Linked DNA regions of Mus musculus: regions 1, 2, 4, 5, 6 and 7 are each linked to region 3. Evidence: chromatin contacts called from public HiChIP or PLAC-seq and promoter capture Hi-C data. All regions are on one chromosome and are shown on one strand. The core of a region is the stretch at or near the end of the contact, and the rest is flanking DNA. Distances in the headings are between cores, read along the strand shown. Region 1 has its middle 9.2 kb from the start of Gm39798. Region 2 holds the start of Nr6a1 (nuclear receptor subfamily 6, group A, member 1). Region 3 holds the start of Pdcl (phosducin-like). Region 4 overlaps Nr6a1 (nuclear receptor subfamily 6, group A, member 1). Region 5 overlaps Dab2ip (disabled 2 interacting protein). Region 6 holds the start of Ttll11 (tubulin tyrosine ligase-like family, member 11). Region 7 holds the start of Arpc5l (actin related protein 2/3 complex, subunit 5-like).

The links. Promoter capture Hi-C pulls out the DNA fragments that hold promoters and counts their contacts. HiChIP or PLAC-seq counts read pairs in DNA pulled down with a chosen protein or histone mark.
Region 1: a contact with region 3 is called in a promoter capture Hi-C map of embryonic stem cells, with 10 times the contacts expected there. The contact joins the enhancer-like site here to the promoter of Pdcl in region 3. A contact is called at or near these places in 5 of 39 promoter capture datasets (the HPC-7 cell line, cranial neural crest, embryonic stem cells and 2 more), 1 of 484 Hi-C or Micro-C datasets (cortical neurons), 5 of 115 datasets of contacts at active chromatin or transcription factors (embryonic forebrain, embryonic stem cells and stem cell-derived neural progenitor cells) and 1 of 9 other capture datasets (embryonic stem cells).
Region 2: a promoter capture Hi-C map of pre-B cells shows a contact between it and region 3, with 6 times the contacts expected there. The contact joins the promoter of Nr6a1 here to the promoter of Pdcl in region 3. A contact is called at or near these places in 5 of 39 promoter capture datasets (the C10 cell line, cranial neural crest, liver and 1 more), 3 of 484 Hi-C or Micro-C datasets (CD4 T cells, natural killer cells and uterus), 2 of 115 datasets of contacts at active chromatin or transcription factors (astrocytes and fibro-adipogenic progenitors) and 2 of 9 other capture datasets (adipose tissue and liver).
Region 4: a promoter capture Hi-C map of pre-B cells shows a contact between it and region 3, with 5 times the contacts expected there. The contact joins the enhancer-like site here to the promoter of Pdcl in region 3. A contact is called at or near these places in 6 of 39 promoter capture datasets (the 3T3-L1 cell line, the C10 cell line, the HPC-7 cell line and 3 more) and 1 of 484 Hi-C or Micro-C datasets (pre-B cells).
Region 5: a FOXA1 HiChIP or PLAC-seq map of pancreatic cancer cells shows a contact between it and region 3. The contact joins the enhancer-like site here to the promoter of Pdcl in region 3. A contact is called at or near these places in 5 of 39 promoter capture datasets (the 3T3-L1 cell line, 3T3-L1-derived adipocytes, hippocampal neurons and 1 more) and 1 of 115 datasets of contacts at active chromatin or transcription factors (pancreatic cancer cells).
Region 6: a contact with region 3 is called in a promoter capture Hi-C map of hippocampal neurons, with 12 times the contacts expected there. The contact joins the promoter of Ttll11 here to the promoter of Pdcl in region 3. A contact is called at or near these places in 14 of 39 promoter capture datasets (the 3T3-L1 cell line, 3T3-L1-derived adipocytes, the C10 cell line and 8 more), 2 of 484 Hi-C or Micro-C datasets (CD4 T cells and cortical neurons) and 12 of 115 datasets of contacts at active chromatin or transcription factors (the NIH/3T3 cell line, SST interneurons, astrocytes and 7 more).
Region 7: a contact with region 3 is called in a promoter capture Hi-C map of pre-B cells, with 5 times the contacts expected there. The contact joins the promoter of Arpc5l here to the promoter of Pdcl in region 3. A contact is called at or near these places in 6 of 39 promoter capture datasets (the C10 cell line, cranial neural crest, liver and 2 more), 3 of 484 Hi-C or Micro-C datasets (CD4 T cells, CD8 T cells and uterus), 3 of 115 datasets of contacts at active chromatin or transcription factors (astrocytes, cardiomyocytes and double positive thymocytes) and 3 of 9 other capture datasets (adipose tissue, liver and macrophages).

Annotation. Positions count from the first base shown.
Region 1 is chr2:36,020,353-36,023,103 of GRCm38.p6, forward strand. No RefSeq gene overlaps it. Among named protein-coding and RNA genes, the nearest start is that of Gm39798, 9.2 kb to the right of the region's middle. Within about 2 kb of position 1,494, at least 32 of the 459 cell types and tissues checked have an H3K27ac peak or open chromatin away from gene starts, as enhancers often do. A contact at or near this core is called in cortical neurons and embryonic stem cells, where this site is marked.
Region 2 is chr2:38,924,827-38,927,740 of GRCm38.p6, forward strand. Nr6a1 (nuclear receptor subfamily 6, group A, member 1) reads right to left here and starts at 1,635. Exons shown (of 11, transcript NM_010264.4): 1 at 1,292-1,635. The coding sequence starts at 1,391.
Region 3 is chr2:37,358,040-37,360,739 of GRCm38.p6, forward strand. Pdcl (phosducin-like) reads right to left here and starts at 1,293. Exons shown (of 4, transcript NM_026176.3): 1 at 1,104-1,293.
Region 4 is chr2:38,821,696-38,824,553 of GRCm38.p6, forward strand. All of the region lies in intron 3 of Nr6a1 (nuclear receptor subfamily 6, group A, member 1), which reads right to left. It overlaps Nr6a1os (a long non-coding RNA gene), which reads left to right. Exons shown (of 7, transcript XR_866167.2): 1 at 1-1,874. Among named protein-coding and RNA genes, the nearest start is that of Nr6a1os, 7.2 kb to the left of the region's middle. Within about 2 kb of position 1,501, at least 299 of the 459 cell types and tissues checked have an H3K27ac peak or open chromatin away from gene starts, as enhancers often do. A contact at or near this core is called in the HPC-7 cell line and pre-B cells, where this site is marked.
Region 5 is chr2:35,702,130-35,705,041 of GRCm38.p6, forward strand. The region is part of intron 3 of Dab2ip (disabled 2 interacting protein); the gene reads left to right. Among named protein-coding and RNA genes, the nearest start is that of Dab2ip, 82 kb to the left of the region's middle. Within about 2 kb of position 1,277, at least 78 of the 459 cell types and tissues checked have an H3K27ac peak or open chromatin away from gene starts, as enhancers often do. A contact at or near this core is called in 3T3-L1-derived adipocytes and pancreatic cancer cells, where this site is marked.
Region 6 is chr2:35,978,546-35,981,424 of GRCm38.p6, forward strand. Ttll11 (tubulin tyrosine ligase-like family, member 11) reads right to left here and starts at 1,275. Exons shown (of 10, transcript NM_029774.3): 1 at 627-1,275. The coding sequence starts at 1,079.
Region 7 is chr2:39,006,708-39,009,463 of GRCm38.p6, forward strand. It overlaps Arpc5l (actin related protein 2/3 complex, subunit 5-like), which reads left to right and starts at 1,432. Exons shown (of 4, transcript NM_028809.1): 1 at 1,432-1,637. The coding sequence starts at 1,489.

The sequences.
Region 1 (2,751 bases), core at 244-2,743, 1.3 Mb before region 3:
TGAGACAGGGTTTTTCTGTGTAACCCTGGCTGGCCTGGAACTCACTCTGTAGACCAGGCTGGCCTCGAACTCAGAAATCCACCTGTCTCTGTCTTCCAAGTGCTGGGATTAAAAATGTGTGCCAACACTGCCCTGCTGTTCTCTCTCTCTCTCCTTCTCTCTCTCTCTCTCTCTCTCTCTCTCTCTAGTGCTGTTTACAGGGAAAACCGTATTAATGCTACAGCAATGAACTACATCCTTAGCCCTTCCTATTTCTTCCTAGAATATGTAAGCAACACACTGCTTGCCCTTGAGGCCTGTTCTATGTTCTTTTTTTTTAAGATTTATTTATTTATTTTATGTATATGAATACACTGTAGCTGTACAGATGTTTGGGAGCCATCATGTGGTTGCTGGGAATTGAACTCAGGACCTTTGCCCTGCTCTCTCCAGCCCAAAGATATATTTATTATTATACGTAAGTACACTGTAGCTGACTTCAGATGCACCAGAAAGGGTATTAGATCTCATTATGGATGGTTGTGAGCCACCATGTGGTTGTTGGTATTTGAACTCAGGACCTTCGGAAGAGCAGTCAGTGCTCTTATCCACTGAGCCAGCCCCCCCTGTTCTGTATTCTATTGGAAGACGCTACAGACCTCTGCTGCAGAAGGGTCAGGGAAAGTCCCAGATGTTCACTTAAAGTCGTCCTTTGTGTCTCTCCCAATGCACTCAGGCCCAGTAATAAATAAGCCATGCTCTCTGCCTCAGTTGCCCTCTCCAGCCCTCCACTTCTGTCTTGCAAGGACATTTGACCTCTCCTCTGAGTGGGTCCAAGACCATCAGCTCAGTAGTCCTTGGAGACCTCGGGTACCCATCTCCCATCTGAATGAGGCCTCCACCTTAGTCCAGCCAATCATTTTCTGTGCATTACACTTCGCTGCATCTCTTCTCTTCTCTCTTTCATTCACTACCTTCCCCCAGGTGCCATTCATTCGCCCAGGAAATATCTAGTAGGCACTGACATCCAGGTGTCTTCTTGGAGCTTAGTAAGTGTCTTCTGAAAGAAGACATCGACTCTGATCTTCTGAGCTAACATCCTAAAAGAGAAGAGACAAGACACTAGCAAACGCAGCAGCAAATGACCTGTGTTAGAAGGGGAAACACTAATAGGAACAAGGCTGAACCAGGCTGAAGACCACCATTTACACTGGTCCCCTGCCTTCAGGCTTGCCTGACTTATCCTTTGTGGGCAGCTGGAGGGATCTCATGTTTAGCCAGGCCACCTCCCTGATTCAAAGCCCTCCTTGGATCTCCAGTAACTCTAGGTTCAGGGCCAAGTTCTTTAGCTGGGCATGCAAAACCAGATTCTGGCATGCGCGCGCGCGCGCGCGCGCACACACACACACACACACACACACACACACACACACACACACACGTTCAGCACTTCCCTGGCCTGTTCTCTAGCGCCACCCTGCGTTCGCTTGTTCTCATCTTAACGGGTTCGTTGTGTGGTTCGGGGATCTTTGCGCTCAGATTCGTGTGTCCCCAAAACTGCGCCCCAGCTGTACACCTGCAGCCACTGTGGCTCACAAATCCGTGTGCCTACTCTGTGAGCAGGCAAGCCACGTTTCCACGAGTCTTTCCCTTTTGGAGAGTCCTAGTGGACCTCAGGGGCTGTCCAGGTATATCTGACTTCCCAGAGCCTCAGCGGGAACTGGCTCTGTGATTCAGGAAGTCGCCATGGCAACCGTCGGGCCCTCGTGCCATCTCCTGCAATCAGCGCTGGGACCTGGACACCCGCTGAGCTTCCTGGAGATTTCGTTCCCCACGGTGGGGAGTCTGGAGGGGGATGCGGGGGGAATATGAGAAGCCTTTTAGCTCTCCCCCTCCTTCACTGCCTGATCCTCCTCTCCTCACTCCTCATTGCAGGGCTGGGACTTGAGAGAAAACTGCTCTGGACTTTTAAGTAGCGACAGAAGTTCTAGTTCCCCATAAGTCACCTACACCTTGTGAGGCCTTGCAAAGAGATGATCCCTTCCTCTACACCTTCATCCTCTCACCCCCGCGATGCTTCCTTGCTGGTTCTTTGTAGAGTCTCATGACATTCTGTGTATCACATTCTCAGTTAATATTCTGTGGAATGAAATGTATAGAACAAACTCTTGCCTTCATAGGGCTTCATGGTTTTCCTACCTTGTTTACAGTATCGGTCTGTTAGAAGAAGAATTTAGAGTCAGAGAGATAGAGGAAAAGACCAAGGCCACTAGTCCTGCATGAACAGAGAGGTGCTAACAGGGCCATCATGAGAAAGGTTGCCTATGAGGGACAACATGTGCTACCAGCCAACAAGTGACCCAGCCTCCCTTCTACTTCCTGAATCTCTGGTTTTAGGTTAGATCAAGAGAGTTGGGGCGGGGTCTCATATCTCAGGATGGTCAGTGGGAAGACCCCCAAGTCAGAAGCCTGCCTTGTCCTAGGGAAGATGACACCTGGGCCATATCTGGTGCTCTAGACCAGAGGAGCCTGACCTAGCCAAGCTCTCAGTGGCTGTAGATCTGGGCAATGGGGACCTGCAAGTGTGACAAGTGCCAGGCCCAGACCTCTGCATCTGTGTGATGAATCCTGCTTCATGTCTGTTCTATAAACAACAATCCTTGGATTTCTGAATCAGGACTTTTTGGTGTCTGGTTCTCCATCTTTACCCCCAGTTCTGGCCCAGGTCTGGAAAAAAAGAAACTACATGCCACTATGTTTCTTGTGTCTCAG
Region 2 (2,914 bases), core at 385-2,884, 1.6 Mb after region 3:
GCAGGCTTTCCTTTTAACTAGCTTAAAAGAAACTAAAGATGTACTGAATTAACGATGAATGTTTAATGAATTTATACGGTTATGAAGCACCAAATCCAACTCAAGATTTCTCTTCTGTGCGTCCCCACTCATTCACCAGAATCTCGGGGACCTATTTTCAGGTTGCTTTCCCCACACCTGCCAGGTCACTGTCCTGATTGAGAAACTTCTTGCCAAAGCAATTAATTTTTAGTGCCTCCTAACTGTCCCCAGTGTTTGCATTCAATCTGAAATCTGTTACTTGTTAGACACTGTTCGGGTCCTAGATCTTCCAGAGAATTGCGCGTTTATGGCGCAGAGAGGGGAGGAGGCAGGGATCTCTGAGAGCCTGCCCTTTATTCGGAAATGAGGAGATGTGAAAGGTGGAAGGCAGGGCAAATAAATAAATAAATCGGGTTTGCCGCGGGAGCGTTGGCCTGCCGCAACGAGCACCCTTTGTAATGCAGGCCTCCCGGGGCTATCGCCTGCGCTAATTGCTCCAGGGCGCTTTCCAAGTTCAAAAGTTCACCTTTTACGACCTCACAAAAGCTCCTTACACTTTACCAATAAAAACATTCCGCCGCAAACACCGAGGGGGGGGGATATCAAACAGAAACAAATAAAACATTGAGCCAGGGAGGGAGCGAGAGCCAGCCCGGAGGAACCTGAGGACTGGGCTGGGAACAAGGGGACGCAAGCGGCCGGGCCAGGTGAGGAATTCTCAGCACCCCGGAAGAGATAGGCTGGGCGGCGCGGGAAGCGTCCGGCAAACGCCGGGAAAAGGCAGGTGTCCCGGTGCCCCAGGATCCCGCTGGAGACCTGAGCCAGCAGAAAGTCGTCGCCTAGAAGAATGAGTCTGAGTAAAGGAAGGCCAGGGGACAGGAGTGAGCACCGAGGTCCGAGAAGGACCATTACCGGTCTGCCCAGAGGCGGAGGCTCACGGGCTGGGAGGAAGCTCGGGACAGTGGAGGAGGAAAACGCTCCAGGATAGGTGCAGGGCGCAAAGGTGTGGAGTCTGCGAGCTCCCTGGTGAAGGAAGAGAGGGTGCTCCGTGCACCAGGGCCTCCTGGGGGAGGAGAAAGGGTTGGCGCAGAGGGGACGGGGGGAGGGGAGGGTCCGAGCAGAGGGGACCGGGGACCCTGCCTGGAGAGTGCGAGCCCAGGGTGGAGTCCTCACTGAGGAGCTGCCCGGCATCCCGGAGCTAGAGTCAGCTTAGAGAAAGAGGGGGTCGCGGGCGTTGGCACCGCCCGGGCTCAGAAGGCCCCTTACCCACCGTTGCGCGGCGGCGGAGGGAGCGCGGCGGGCGGCTCCAGGAACCCCGCCGAGCCCCCGCCGCCTCCCCCTCCGCTAGGTGGCCGTTCGTCCCGCTCCATGCGGCGGTGCTCAGGGCCCTCTCGGGCTTCGCTGCTCCGCCATGACTTGCGCCTTCGTAGTCGTCGTCCTGGTCTTCCACGGGGGGAGGGGGCTGTCAGGGGCCGGCAGGCTCTCGGCCGCCGCACTCTCTGGGCCCCTGAGCCGCCCGGCTCCGCGCCCCTCCGCGCCGCGCCCCCTCAGCACTGGCCAGCTCCCTCCTCTGACGTCACGCGCCGCTGCCACGCACATGCCCGTGAGGAATTCTGGGAAATGTAGTCCTCCCAACGAGGCTGCCCACACGGGACTCTACCAAATAAAGGGGTGATGGAAAAAAAACAGGAAGACCTAAGTAGGGAGAACCCAAACCTATCACTATTACAAACTCTAATAAAATTTCTAATATATTAATATAATAAACGGCTATGTCAGAGTTTTCTCTCTATTGTAACTTATTCGTGATCATAGTGCTCTATGATTCCAACTATTTCCCCACACTAATAATGAGCCTTTCCAAGGAGGCGTATCCACCGGGAACCGGGTGAGCACGTGCAACCAAGCCCAGCCCTGTGGGGGAAGGCCCCAGGGGGCGGGGTGTGTAGGTACTCATGAGGGCTTTCCTCCCGGGCTGAGCGACAAATTGGACCAGAGATTAAAGGACCCGAGTTTAACCCGAGGTGACTGCGTTCGTATGCAAATAGAATCTATACAACTCTGCTTTCCGGAGAAGTGTTTAAAGCCCCTTTACCTCCGGGTGGGCGGGAAAGATTAAAGTTTCTCTTCCTCCTCTTTCATTCCCCGCACCCTGCCCATAGAACAGATGGACAAACTAAGATCACTTCCACTGATGCCACCAAAGAAAACTTGAGACCCCTGACTCCTTGTGTCTTAAAGAGTTCTGTTTTAAGAATGTCCCTTTCCCGGAGTGTTCCCCTTCCCACTCCTGTTCAGTATACCTGTCTCAAAAATGAGAGGTGTAATAAGAATCGGATCCAGTGATAAGAGACCAACTCTCACATACACGCTATCGCCTCAGTTTACAGAAGTTCCCACCAAATAAAATCCTGGATTTTCTCCCCTTCCTCCTCCAGGGCCCACCTCCCGCTGCCACCAGGTGGCGCGCGGCCATGGGGCTCTCAGGATTAGGGGTGGTGGTGATTTTCAGAAATGCCCCGCGCGCGTTCTCTCTCTCTCTCTCTCTCTCTCTCTCTCTCTCTCTCTCTCTCTCTCTCTCTCTCTCTCTCTCACACACACACACACACACACACACACTACACAACCCGCGCACACACACACACACACACACACACACACACTATACAACACACACACCTCCCTTAGGAAAAGACTTATTAAGTTTCAGTCTAGAACTTAAATGCTATCTAGCTTACTATAAATCAAAGAACTCTGGTGCTTTGCTGGGCTTTCCTCTAATGGGCCGTATCGAAGCGGTTTCATTCTGTCACTTCATTCTGCCCCATGTGCCCCTGGAATCCTCTGGCTCTTGTGAGTCATTCTTTACTTAATTGTTTAGAAGTCTTTACTT
Region 3 (2,700 bases), core at 43-2,542:
ACGCCTTTAATCCCAGCATTTGGGAAACAGAGGCAGGCAGATTTCTGAGTTCGAGGCCAGCCTGGTCTACAGAGTGAGTTCCAGGACAGCCAGGGATACACAGAGAAACCCTGTCTCAAAAAAAAAAAAAAAAAAAAAAAAAAAAATTAATTAATTAATTAAAATAAATTAAAAAAAGACTCCGGCAGGAATGACTAGTCAAAAACAAAAACAAACAAACAAAAACGTCCTTCCTCTAAGCATACCAAATATCAACACTGCGCTGCCTTCAGAAGAGACTTAACATATGGTATTTACTCTATTACAATTTACCTCTCTCCCACACAGCAGATTCCAGTCAGGACAGAGCACTGTGCACGCTGAACAGCAACCAAGAGGAAAGTGCCAGCACCAGGGGAAGGAAGAAAACTTTTACAATTTCCTTGTCTGGGATGTGCCAGAGGGCCACAACTCGGTCCGATGAGTGAAAAACGGGGCCAGAAGAGGAGGAGTGTACTGAGGAGACTGGGCTGCTGAGAGGTGAGAACACTGGCAGACAGAAGTGGCATGCACCCGCAGTGCAGAAAGTAAACCTCAAGTGGGGATAGTAAACTTGAAGAGGTGGAGGATCATGAAGAGGGTGGAGCTAAGGAGAGGCACAGAAAAGGAGGAGCAGTGATATGGGCAGGGCCAGTGAAAGGCTTCCAAGAGAGGCAGTTAAGAGTGTTAAGAGAAAGTAGGACAGTGAAGAAGACAGGGCTGCACAAGTGGAACACAGAAGGGCGGGGCTAAGCTTCCAGGAAGGCGGAGCTTATGGGACAAAAGGGCAGGGACAGGATGTTAAGTAAAGCAGAGCTGTAAGGACGGAGTGGAGAAGGCGGAGCCATAAGGAAGGTGGGGCTGAGGAGGCGGAGTAGCGAGGAGGACAGGGCAGGGGAGGGCACAGTGAAGAGGGCGGTACTGAGGAGGGACGCTCCGAGTCTCCAAAGGAATTTGAGAAGTACAGAGGAATTGGGATCCAGGAGCCGGGAAGCAAAGTAGTTCGCCCAAGGCGCGTAAACTCCTGCCCCACCCATGTCTAGGCCCGCCGCTTCCTCCTTGCCGACGCCTGCGCAGTTAGTTACCTCGCCTCGCTCAGTCTGCTCCTTCTAGACTAGCAGCTCCTGTCACCAACAAAGGACGCTCGCCTAGAGAAAGAGAAGTGGCCGAAAGCCTTGAGCGACAGAGAAAAAGCTGCCGTGGACTCTGCGGACCAATCACACGGCCTTCCGGCGTCGCGGCGGACGCACGCTACCCAATCACAAGAAGCTTATCTCGGCGTCTGAGGAGGAGCTACGGGTCTTAGCTTAGGACAAAACTCGTAGATGTGTATTTCTAGTTAAATATGAAATTTTTATTAACTTACGTTCCAAGTTTCGAGACAAATTACAAAGGAATATTAAGGCGAAAAATAACTCGAAAACATTAACTTCTTCAAGAATAAGTAACTCAAAGAACAGAAGTTGTATGACAACCTGAATTGGATTGCTGGACTGGAAACGAGCATGGACAACTGAAGAAATTTGAATAACTCTTATCAACTAATGTTAGTCAAATAGTTGACTCTGTAGTTTACAGAGTTTACAACAGTTATGTATAATGATTACCTTTGAAAATTCTAGATTAAAAAAAAAGTCAAGGAAACTACCCTATGTTTGAAAACTTTTGTTAAACCTCAAATGATTTCAAACTGCTTAGTTGGCGTGTCTTGTACACAACTGTGAGATTGCAAATTAAACCGTGTGCTAATTAAAACATATCAAATTTGCTCGATTTGTATAAAATGCAGCGTTTAAGATAGGGCTCTTAATTTGAAAAGGGGGTTTCTTGATTCCTGTTTCTAGGACCACCTAGATGTTACTGCAAATTTGTCTATGTTCACATTTTAGAATTTCATCTTCTTGCCCCAACTGGGTGGTGGGGGTGATGGAGTGGGAGAGCTGGATGAGCCATCAGACCTGACTAAGCTTCCAACGTCCACCCATTTGGCCCAGGATTGGGCTAGTATTTGGGCTAGACTCAGAAATGCAAGGTACCTCCCCATGCCATCCCACCCCCACTGCTACCCCTGCCATGCAAGTTCTGTGCAGGGATAACATACTGTGGCCCCCAGGTTGAAGGGTGCCCAGTGCCCCCAAGTTAACCTGGAGACCTAACCTGAGGGCTAGGCAAGAGCTGGAGTGGAGAAAAACTCAAATGGGACCTGGGGCTTTTCCTGGACCGTCTCTTTGGAAAGATGTCAACTGAAAGGAAATAAAACTGTAATTCATGTAATGTATGTTAAATAGCCCAAAGAGTTGTTTCTGAGCTTTGAAACCTGGGGCTGAGAACATAGCAGAACAGACCAGGACATGCCCGGGCAAGCCCATCGCCTCCCTAGCTCCCACCCCTCTGACCTAAGTTAAATGTTACAGGCTGCTGATGTTTAAATGGACCAATCATGTGAAACCGCGCCAATTCCTCCCCCAGCCCCACTCCTTTTCTATAAAAACCCCTAGCTTCCAAGCCTCGTGGTCGAATCCACTGTCTCCTGTTATGTGAGATACGTTTCGACCCGGAGCTCCGCCATTAAAAACCTCTTGTTGTTACATCAAGGTGTTGTGTTCTATTCGTGATTCTTGGGTGCACGCCGAATCGGGAGCTGAGTGGGGGTTTCCCCACTGAGTTCTTTCATCAACCAAG
Region 4 (2,858 bases), core at 251-2,750, 1.5 Mb after region 3:
ATATGTTGAGTTATGACTCAAAATAGCTAAGCACATTATTATTTAATACTGGAGAAATTCTTCATAAATCAATTTTATCTTCCCTCCAAAGTAGTTTGCCTTTAACAAACATTATATACCTGGAAGGCAACCCACATTATTTGTCATGGGCGCGCGCGTGTACACACACACACACACACACACACACACACACAATTATGGACAGAATGAAAAGGTATTTATACCTAATACTGATTTAATACTAATACTTATTAGATTGTATTAAATTCTTGGAGATAGGAATTCCTGAAGAAAATAAAAATGGGTCCGTATGGAATAGACTTCTTATCTTAGAACCAAGGTTTTATAATGCAATTTTAAAAATTATTTAGCCTGTATGTATGTATGTGAGCCACTTGTGTGTCAGGTGCCAGAGAAGGCCAGAAGAGGGCATTAGATCCTTGGAACTAGAGTTACAGGTTGTTATAAGCTACCACTTAGGTGCTGGGAATTGAAGATGGTTCTTCCGGAAGAGTAACCTGTATTCTTAACCTTTGAGCCATTTATCTCTCCAGCCCCTCATAATGAAACTTTATTACATCAATTAAAAAAAAAAGTCAATTTAATTAAATAAAGTAACTGCCTTTTTCTAAACAACATCACAACTGACAGTCCTTTATGGCAACCTGGTTTCCTAGTGGCTCAGAAAAACAGCTGGTGAACCTGAAGGACCCTAGTTTAGATAATTCATCTAAAGACTGCCAGCTAAGGCTGTGTTGCAAGTTTAAAGGCTAGGCCACAGCTTGATGGAGTCTATGCTTTTATACTACCCATCTCCAAAATCCCCTGTATGACTAAAGGGTGATCCCAAAAAGGAATAATAAGAGATTTAAAGCTACTTCCTCATATGTTCAAACACTCTAAAATCTAAAAACTCACTTCTCTGCTGTTTATTCGCTTTTCATTAGGTATAATTTAGATCTATAAAACTTCCCTCTTCCCTCCTTCCTTCCTATATACTATGCTACTATGTAGCTAAATTTGGCCTAAAACTCACAATCTTTCCTACTTCTGCCTCTCAAATGCTAGACTTACTACAGGAACACACCATTTCTGCTTCAAACACCACTTTTATAATTACCTTATCAAACTGCAAAATCAGGTCCATGGTCTGGAGAGGAAGCTGGCTAAATCAAACAATTAGTTTAGTTACAGCACAATTTATCAACAATAGGCTGGCTTAGAACTGTGGCATCAGCTGCATTATTGTATTTTAGAAAGACTAGTTCCCCCGACATGTATATAAGGTGTAAGCAACTACTCCGTGGGTCATGCCATCAAACAAAAGCAACACCTACAAAGTCTCTCTCAGTGACTAGAAGCAGCCAGACACTCAAACTGCCAGTCCTGAATTATGGCCTCTGAATGGTGAGGGCTTCACATTTCACCGATCAGGGCACAGCCCAATCAGAAGACAAACCCCTGCCCTGGCGGGGACCAGCAAATCCGCTTTCTTCCAGTGTGCACATGACTGAATGTGCTTCTGTCCATCATCTGGGTCATATATAGTTCAATGCGAGCTAAGCAGACAGGGCTGCAAGGAAACCTGGTGCGGTTCAATACCTTGTCTAGCCTGGGCTCCAGGATCTTTTTTTTTTTTTTTTTTTTAAACTGACAAACTCATTTTTCTACTGGGACAGGATGCTGTGCTGGCTGAAGTTCCATTTCTACAGCAAGAATCCTATCTGGAAGCACAGAAGTTGTCCTCTAGCCACAGCAGCTCCAACTTTTTTGTTGTTGCTGCTTTCTTCTATCACCCCCTTCCCCTTTTGACAAAGATCCAACTGTAGAAAGTCTTACGTAACAGTTCAGGACTACTTCGGTTCTTTTACCGGGTAAGCACTTTCATTTTTTTTCCAGCTAAAAACCATTTTAAAATTGCATCTGTTGAGAGGCTTTGACTAAAACCTTTTCAGTAATTTGTGTAGTGAAATGCTGTCACTGATTTTTTCGGCTCATTTCTGCACGTGCTCCTTTGTTCTCGGAACAGAAGCTTTATACGCTCCCCATAACGCAGCTGCAGAGTTATTAAGTCAGTTATTATAAGGAACACAAAGGTTGCTTTGCATTCTTTGCCTTTAGGTAATTAATTTTCTATTTGTTTTTCTTAAAACAATATTTAAATAAGGCAGAAATTAACAAAAGAATAAACTGTTAGAAAATTTAGCAAAGTTTGAAGTTTTTACCACCTTTTCTATCCGTAGTTTTGCATGGCCAAACACTTGTGCCGCCTGGGGCGTTGGGGGTAAAGGCAAGCATAGACAGAGAGGAACTAAGCCAGACATGGACAAAGGCATGAGCCAAAACCAGACAGTCCTGGCCGTTCGATAGGCCAGCAGCGGGTGAGACAGGTCAGCCAGCTGCGGAGGTGGGAGGGGGGAAAGGGGGCATGGATGTGTGAGGTGCTCATGCGTGCAATCGTGACTAGATTCTGAAACTGCCAGCCATTTTCCAAGCTATGCTTTGTATAATCTAAAGGAATGTGTGTCCCCTGAAGCAGTCTTAGCAGAGCCATGGAAAGAAAGGAGCACAAGAGACACCAGCAGCACACAGAATCAGAAAATACTGGGAACTTGAGTGGGCAAGAGGGAATGCAGTGTGTGGAAATTTTTTAGTGATCTGGAATGTGTTGAGTGACAGGAAGTGCCCCAAGCAACCCCCCCTCCACTCTTCTCAGTCTCGCCTGCTTTTGTCTAACTCTTGTAATCTACACACTACTGCTTACAAAGCTGTCTGAGTTTAAGACAAAAAGAAACATAAAAGGCTCTCTCTCCATTTCATAGTACCTGTGAGAGAGGAGAAATGTAAACGCAATCCTA
Region 5 (2,912 bases), core at 27-2,526, 1.7 Mb before region 3:
ACATGTGTGTCTGGTGCCAGTGGGGGTCAGAAGAGGGCACTGCATTTCCTGAAACTGAAGTGACAGATGATTGTGAACTGCCTGCCATGTGAGTGCTGGGAATTGAGCCCAGGTCCTCTGGAATTGCAGCCAATGTTCTTCACCTCTGACGCATCTCTCCTGCCCCTGTCAATGTCTTAAAGGGTCTCCTGGCCTGCTCCTGTCCTCTCACTACCCCGTTTGCAGACAGCCTGCCTGCACTGAGCTGGCTTCTCCCCATCCCAGTTATGTCCTGGGTCACACACAACTGCTTTCTCTGTCCCTTTTAGGTTTGGAGGTGACCTTGAGCCCTCCCCCCTTTACCCAACAGTCTTACTGTAAACCCACCCACCCCATAGCCAATGAGCCTACTCCTGGTCAAGTGACCTTCTCAATTGTTAAAAGTTTTGTTTTTCATTTTTGGGACCCCCCTCCTTCATTGAAATAATGGGAAACTTCTGTGTCTTTAACCTTTTAAGAGAAAAAGATCAGAGTTGAAAAACAGCTTGTGGGCTGGCGGGCAGGCTATCGGATAAGGCTGTGCCCCAGGAGCCAGACAATGCCCCCTTGTTCCTGCTTCTGGGCCTTACAATAAGCTGCTGTTGGGGCTGGTTCTGCCTGCAACAGCAGCTCCCCCTTGCCCATGCCTACGTTTCCTGGACTGTGGAATGAGTGGCTCACAAATAGCGGTGAGCCCTGCCTCTTGCCTTTGTCCTCCCTAGTGCCCAATGGCTTCTATGGAGTGAGTGAAAGGCCAGGCTGGGCCCGTCGCATATACTAACAGAGTCAACCTTGGGCTCCTCTGAGCTATAGTGGGATCTCCCACAAGAAGTTAGGCAAGTTATTTCTCTTGTATAGGGTGCTGTGCCTTAGTCTTGACAAGGCCGTGGTGAGAATTAGAGGGACACAGGCAGGCATTGTGCCGTGGATAGGCCATAGGCAACATGGATGTGGGCTGCTTGCCTAGAGAGATTAGAGACTACATGGGCTGGGCGTTAAATGATAGGATTTTGTTAGAAGTGAAGGAAGAGTGGTAGCAGGTGTCTTGTTCATTTGCCAAAGTGATTTTTGATGTGTGTCTGGCTATTAGCTTGGGACCTATGGGGCTTGATTAGCACAGGGGCTGTGAGGGGAGAGAGGAGGAAATGGACTGATCCATATTAGGTAGAAGAGCAAATTCAGTAGACTGTTGCAGGTGGGGATGGCTGTTGAATCACTCCCTTCTTCTTCCCTGAAGGCTGTAGGCCCTGGTCAGACCTGCTTAGCAGCAAAGTTCAGTGTAGATCTTATGTGATCTGGCTAGCCCGTGAGCGACTGAAGATCTGTTTCCCAGGAAGTGTGTGACTCCATTCGATGGAATGTACATTGACTAGGCTCTGTTCCTAGAGCTACTGTGGGGCAACAGAACTTGCCAAGTTTGAAAAGGTCTCAAAAGGACCAGGTGGATGGACCAAAATAATGCCACAGAAGATTCAGTGAGCCCCATAGGGTCTTCTCTTTGATAAAGAGCATTCAGATGGGGGGCTTCAGGGAAAATTTAGGAATTAGCCTTGAACAGGCAAAGAGTATCTTGCTCACCTACTTTTGAATCATATTTAACACCTCTCCTAGTGAATGGCCCCTTCAACAGCATCTGAACTGAGGCGGTCTGTTCTTCTCTTAGCTGATCTGTCCTCCATCAGATATGGCTGAACTTGGCTGCTGGGGTCTTGGGCATTGAGCACTGGGGCTAAGATAAGACAAACACAGCCTACCCACAGGAAGTCCCCTACCTGGCAAAGGAACTACAACGTGATACATTTCCCAACATGGCCTGGCAGATGTCCCTGTTTACTCAGGGGATCTGAGAAACACTTGATGGAAGAAAGGTCTTGAAGCTGGATGTTGAACTTGGTTGAACCAAGGCAGAGTAGTCAGGCATTGGAAGCCTGCTGAGGACATATGGCAGGAGTCCCTGGGGTGGGGCAGGCCAGTGAGCAGTGGGCCTGTACAGGCGGGACAGGCAGAGGGATGCCAGCCAGCAGCCCAGAGTGTGGGACCAGGGCTGGAACGGAAGCTTGTGGTTTTTAGGGGGACACCTCTTAACCTCCATCACAACTCAAAAGACCTAGGAAGTGAGTCCCCATCTTGTTCTTCATTGTGTGCCCAGTCCTGTTGTTCTCTTCTTGGGACAAGAGTCCCTCCTTTCTCAGCTAAGGAAACGGACGAGAGAACACTTCAAGGGTGGGAATCTTGGCCTCTGTTTCTTTGTAGGCTGAGGTCAGCATTGTCCCTTGGGCTTTTGAAGAGTCTTTGAGGTGATGTATGTAATGTGGCTGGTAGCCCAGGGTTAAGGCTTTTCCTAGGGTGCTGGCTCTTCTCTTGTGAAGGTAGGCATATGGCTTGAGACCTTGGCCTGTTATAGACACCTAAGTTTTTTTTGAATACAGTGTAGTTGCACAGTGTCTTAGGGTTTCTATTGCTGTGAAGAGACACCATGACCATGGCAACTCTTATAAAGGACATTTAATTGGGGCTGGCTTACAGGTTCAGAGGTTCAGTCTATTGTCATCATGGGAGGGGGAAAACATGGTAGCATCTGGGCAGACATGGTGCTGGAGGAGCTGAGAAGATCTACATCTTGTTTTGAAGGCAAACAGAAGACTGAGTTCTTCAGGCAGCTAAGAGGAGGATTTCAAAACCTACCCTCACAGTGACACACTTCCTCCAGCAAGGCCACACCTCCTAATCCAGCAAGGCCACACCTCTTAACAGTACCATTCCTGTGGGCCAAGCATATTCAAACCACCACACACAGTATTCCTGTTGTTTTGAAATGTTCAGACCTGGACTGTGGATTTGGTCCTCAGGTGCAGGCCCAGTTGGAGGCTGGAGTTGATCCCCAGGTCAGTGTC
Region 6 (2,879 bases), core at 25-2,524, 1.4 Mb before region 3:
ACCTCTCGGATTCGTTGGTGCTTTTGTCCCACCCCGTCCCTTAAAAGGTCTGAAATGAATTCAAGGGTGATTCATCTGCTCACACATGCTTTCACCCCCACTTACTGTCACCTGCTACATCCCCCAATCAGTGTCTGCGGTGGTGGTGATGGTGGTGGTGGTAAAAGATCGTGATGAAAGTAGGTTGTCATTTGCTGAAACCTTGTGCAAGCACTAGGCACTATGCTCCAAACCGGAACGAACCGGCTTCCCTTTACCGAGGTAAACGGGACCAAAAGAAGAAAAGTAGCTTGCTCAAGGTCGCACAGCTAAGTTGAAGAGTGTAGTGAGGCGCTGGCGAGCACAAACCTGGCCCAAGAGTGGCACTCTAAGCATGAAAGTTTACTAAACTTTAAATATCACTGAAATGCAGAAAGTGAAAGGTGGCCCCTGGCCCCGGGGCCAACAGAGGAGAAGACAGGACGGATAAACCAGGATCTACAGCTTGACGAGGCCAGGGCTGCAGACATAAGAAAAGCTGTAGGGGAGCAGAGCAGAGACGGGCTGACCTGACCTGGGAAGTGGCTCCGGGGGCCAGGCCTCGGGACGACCCCCCTGTGCCCACGCGCCGGGCCGGCGGGCCTCACCTCCTTCCACCTGAGCTGGCGAAGACTGATCTTGAGCGCGTCCAGGGAGGTGCGGGCCTTGGAGCTGTCCACGGTGACCGGCCGCATCGAGCCTGCGCTCCGCCGGTAGACCCGGCTCCGGCTCCGGCCCCGTGCCTTCACGAGCTGGCTCAGGGCCCGCGCCGCCGGCCTCGGCTGGGCCAGGGGCAGCGCTGGTGGCAGCCGCCGGACGACGCGGGCCTCTCCTTCCTCGGGCGCGTGGCGTCGCGTCGGGGTCGGGATCCGGCCCACGTCCTTGGGCTGCTCCTCCAGCTCCAGGCGCTCTGGATCCCCGGCCGCGCCAGCGTCCACGCCCTGCTGCTTCTCAGTCTCCGCCGGTAGCGACTCGGTCGCCGCTGCTGTCGCCGCCGCCGCCGCCGCCGCGTCCGCCTCCCACTCAGCCTCCGGCTTCTTCTCCGGGCTGCTGCGCCGCATGACGCTCAGGGCCGGTGCCGGCGCCACAGCCACCGCCGCCGCCGCTGCTCCGCCGTCCCGGCCCGCGACCAAACTGCCGCCGCCGTCGCCGCCGCCGCCGCCGCCACGCGCTCCCCGCCCGAGCCCGTTGCCATGATCTCTCAGGCCCCGGTTGACAGGGATAGTCGCCGCCTCGGGACGGGGCCCCGCAAGGGACAATCGCCTGCCGGGCCCGGCGACCTCACAAGCGAGCGCGTCCACGTGACCAGGCCTGTCACAGAGGTGGCGATAGCCATCTTGGAAGAGGGCAGCTTGTCACACATGCAGAGTTTCTGAGCACTCAGGGACTGGCTAGGAATGATTTATAGTGGGGCTGAGGGTAAAAGAGGTTGCGCTCCTGTCTCGCTCCCGAGCTTGGAAAGGGAAGGACTTGGGAAGAGCGGCATCTTCCTCAAACACGAGACTTAGTTTCCCCAGTCCTACTACATTCATCGACTCCTTTTCTGTGAGCCTCAGACTGAGGCTGGAGGCCACCTTTGTCGGTTTTCAGGTCTCTCCCATGAGATGGAGAAGCCCTTCAGATTCCTAGACTTGTAGAGGGCAACACTTTTTATTACAATAAAAACATATAACAAAACGTACTAATTATTTTTAAATTTATTATGTGTGTGGTGTGTATAATTTTGCCTACATGTATGTATGTGTACTATGCATGTTCCTGGTGGAGAAGGAGGCCAGAAGAGAGCATCAGATTCCCTGATGTGACCTGCTGCGTGGTTCCAGGAAATGAATGGCAGATGAGCCTTCATCTCCAGCCCTCATTTAATCTATTTTTAATTCACTCTTCAGTGGCATTCAGTGCATTCATACTGTGGTGCAAACCATCTCTACCATTCATCTTCAGAACTTTTCATATTGAAAGCATACCCATAAACTAACTCCTGGGATTCCCACCCCACAGCCCTGGTCACCACAAGTCTATTTCCCCCTTGAATCTAACTACTGGGGTACCTCTTGTTTTTATCTTATTTGGCTTCACAAGGTTTTTGTTTTTGTTTTTCATCATAGTGGGTGTCAGAATTTTACTCCATCATAAAGCTTACAAATATTCTATGTGTGCGTGCACAATTATTCTTCCATAGACCTTTCTGCGGACTTTTTGGTTATTTTAATCCCTTGACTCTTGTGACTAATAGTGCCATTAACATTCATGTACAAGTATTTCTTTGAGCCCCTCCTTTCAGTTTTTCATGGCTGCCATACTTTGTTGTTGTTAAGATGGTCTCTTTAGCAGGCCTGGCTGTCCTGAAACTCACTATATAGACCACTTGGTATCAAACTCACAAAGTTCTGCCTGCCTCTGCCTCCTGAGTGATGAACTCCTATACCCAACTAAGGTAGGCATAAAAATGTAGAGTTGATCTAGAAGAGGGTCCTCTCCTGCCTGAGGGAGCCACATTTGGGTTAACTTGAAAGTTTCAGAAAATGGGGTTAGAAAGTCGTAACAGCAGCCTGGACTGACCAGTGGCCGTGGTTGCACTTCAGTGAGTTCTGCCACATTTAGTTTTAAGGGTCCTGGGGGAAAATGGCCCCTCCTGCATTTCTCCAAAAGTCTTGTTTCCTTGGCCGGGAATTTCAGTGTGTGAACAAGCTGCCTCGAGGCCCACCCAGGTGTGGAGGCGTCAAGAACCTGTAGGTGCTTGAGGTGCTTACCCTGTGGCCCAGAACATCTGGTTGAGCCTGTGGGTGTGACTGGTTGGGGGTGGGCGGGATTGTTAAAGTTGCCCCGTTGATTCTAAGGCCCCAATATCAAGAACCAGA
Region 7 (2,756 bases), core at 182-2,681, 1.6 Mb after region 3:
AACCAAAAACCAAAAAAACAAAAAAGGTACTGTAATGAACATTTTTTAGTCACCTCCCATCCCAAGTGTAGCAGCGTACCCTTGTATCCTAAGTGCTCTTAAGTACCAAGCTGAGTTAAGCCATGTGTTTGTGTGCCTGTTTCCAGAGCCAGTCTTGAAGGTCTCTGAGGGTTTAATGCTTTTCAGGCCCAGGATGGGGATACTGGTTGGATAGAATGAATAAGCCTTTTGTAAATGGGATAAGGAGAAATGAACCGAGTGTGGATTAGTTTTAAATGGAAGTCTAAAGATGACCAGGATTCTACTAGAGTTACAAATATACATCATATTTCTGGACATTTTTTGTAGTGCTAGGATTAAACCCAGGATTCACAATATTTTTGAATTCCCAATTACATTCCCCATCTTTGAAGACAAAAAACTTACAGGCACTGTACTTTGCCATCCCTGATGTAATTAAGACAGCCCTTACATTTTTAAATTTTACATGTACCATGTATGTGCTGTGCCGGCAGAGGTGACTGGATCTCCCTGGAGGTGGAGTCGCAGAGCACTGTGAGCTGCTATGTGGATGCTGGGAACTGAACCCAGGTCTCCAAGAATAGCACTTTTTTTCTTTTTTAAATTTCCCGACAGGGTTTCACTCTGTAGTCTTGGCTGATCTAGAACTATGTAGTCAAAACTATCTAGAACTCACAAGAACCCCCTGCCACTGCTTCCTAAGGGCTGGAATAAGGCATGTGCCACATTACTCGCTATGTGTAGCAGGAGCAAAACCATGTCTCACCTAATTTTTTTTGCTCGAGTTCTACTAGGTTAAAATGTAATAGTTTTCTTTTTTTTTAATATTTTTTATTAAATAGTTTTCATATAGTTACAAGAAAAGATTCATTTTAGCCTACGTCTGAAATAGAAAGAATCCTGGGGATTCTGCAGCTTTCGCCTCCTAAAATATGCCTCTTCAGTCAGGAGTACAGGTGGCCACAGAATCCTCTTTAATTTTCGGAACGCCCGCAGGAGTCGTTACATCCTCAAGAAAGGATGTTATCAAGCGTCCTGCCAGCCCCTGGGTTACACATCAACGCCTTTAAAGCCGTTTACTTTTAACAAAGTGGGTCCTCTTGTGGGTCAGTGCTTAAGAGACTCCGGCACTGCGCGTCACTCCCTGCCATCCCTTAGCTCTAAGATTTCTTCCTCCGGAGCGGACAGAAGCGCTGGCTATACCAGCAGCCCGGCTTCGGAGAGGACAGAGTTACGGCTGCAACGCCTGACACCACTTCATCAGCATTCCACGATCCCACGGCGCAGTTCCGCCCACAAGAGCTTCCGGTTCCGGCGCATCCCGGAAGTGGGCGGGCGACGGCGGCTGCGCGCGGAGGAGGGGAGGCGGTGCCTGGCGGCCGCTTCCCGCCCCCAAGCGGAGCCGGTGCGGAGGGGAGCCGGGAAAGAGCGAAGCCTAGGCGGCTGAGTGGCCGCCGCGCTCCCGCCATGGCCCGGAACACACTGTCCTCACGCTTCCGCCGCGTGGATATCGACGAATTTGACGAGAACAAATTCGTAGACGAGCACGAAGAGGCAGCGGCGGCGGCGGGCGAGCCAGGCCCCGACCCCTGCGAGGTAGACGGGCTCCTGCGGCAATATCCTTCCCGGCGCGGCGGCCCGGCTCGGCCTTCGCACCCTGATCACCCCAGCCCCAGTCTCCCGGTCCTCCGCCCAACCCCAGCCCCTCCCGGCTCCTGTCAGTCCCAGGTTCTCCCGGTCTGTGGTTGGCCTTACGCCTTTCTCAGCAGCGCAGCCCTGGAGCTCCTCTCCCTCTGCTCTGCTGCGCTCCGCATCCTTCTGGGTGTCCGTGCATCGGCCTTGGTATCCCTTTATCCCTCCTTATAGTAAGCGGGGTCATTCCCAGGTGCTGCCCTCAGGAGGGACCGAGGTGAACCACCTTGGATTCATTGAGCAGCCAGGGCCACTGCCCTACTGCGCTTGTCTAACTGGCTTTCTTGGGCCCGATTGTAGCCCGGCGTGAAAATAGGTGGGTGGATGGTTGGAGGAAGACTGACTAGAGGGCGGAGGTGGGGGAGGTGTGCTTTAAGGTCCAGCCCTCAGGTGTGATATGGCCTGCTACCTTTTCTCACCTGTCGCCACTTTCCTCAGCACGTTGGGTTTTGCGCCTTTATGGACCAAGTACATTCAACAAGTAATGCGACTCTGCCATTAACCGCCTTGTGCAGAAAGCGTGGAAAAAGCTAGTGATTCAGAGCTCAAAAACACCATACAGTGTCAAATGTAAAAGTGGCTCCCCACGACTGAAAATGACTGCTGGTGGCCACAGAAAACAAGCATTTAGAACAGAAGAGTAAAAATAGAGGTGATTGTCACAGCTGGCTTGGTCTCTTAGCAGTTTGAGCACCACAGGAAACTGATTTATTCTCACAGGAAGATTTTTTTTTTCTTTATTCAAATAGCTTGACAGGAAGTGTGTACCCCTCCCCCGCACTTGCCAGGGTAGGGTTGGAGGCTCTTGCTGTATATAAATCAGGTTCTGGCTGTTTAATCAGTTGACTCAGCCTGGGAAGTCAGGTGTACCGCTTTTGGGAGGAGTCCTATAGTGCTCCTCTAATATATCTTGAAAACAACCCTTTTAGACTGAACAAGAATATGTTTTTGAAATGTGGAGATTTCAAACTTATTTCCTGCACCATTCTGATGGTTAAATTGGGTCATGAGAAGGCCCCTAGAGGGAAGATTGGTTTTTAGAA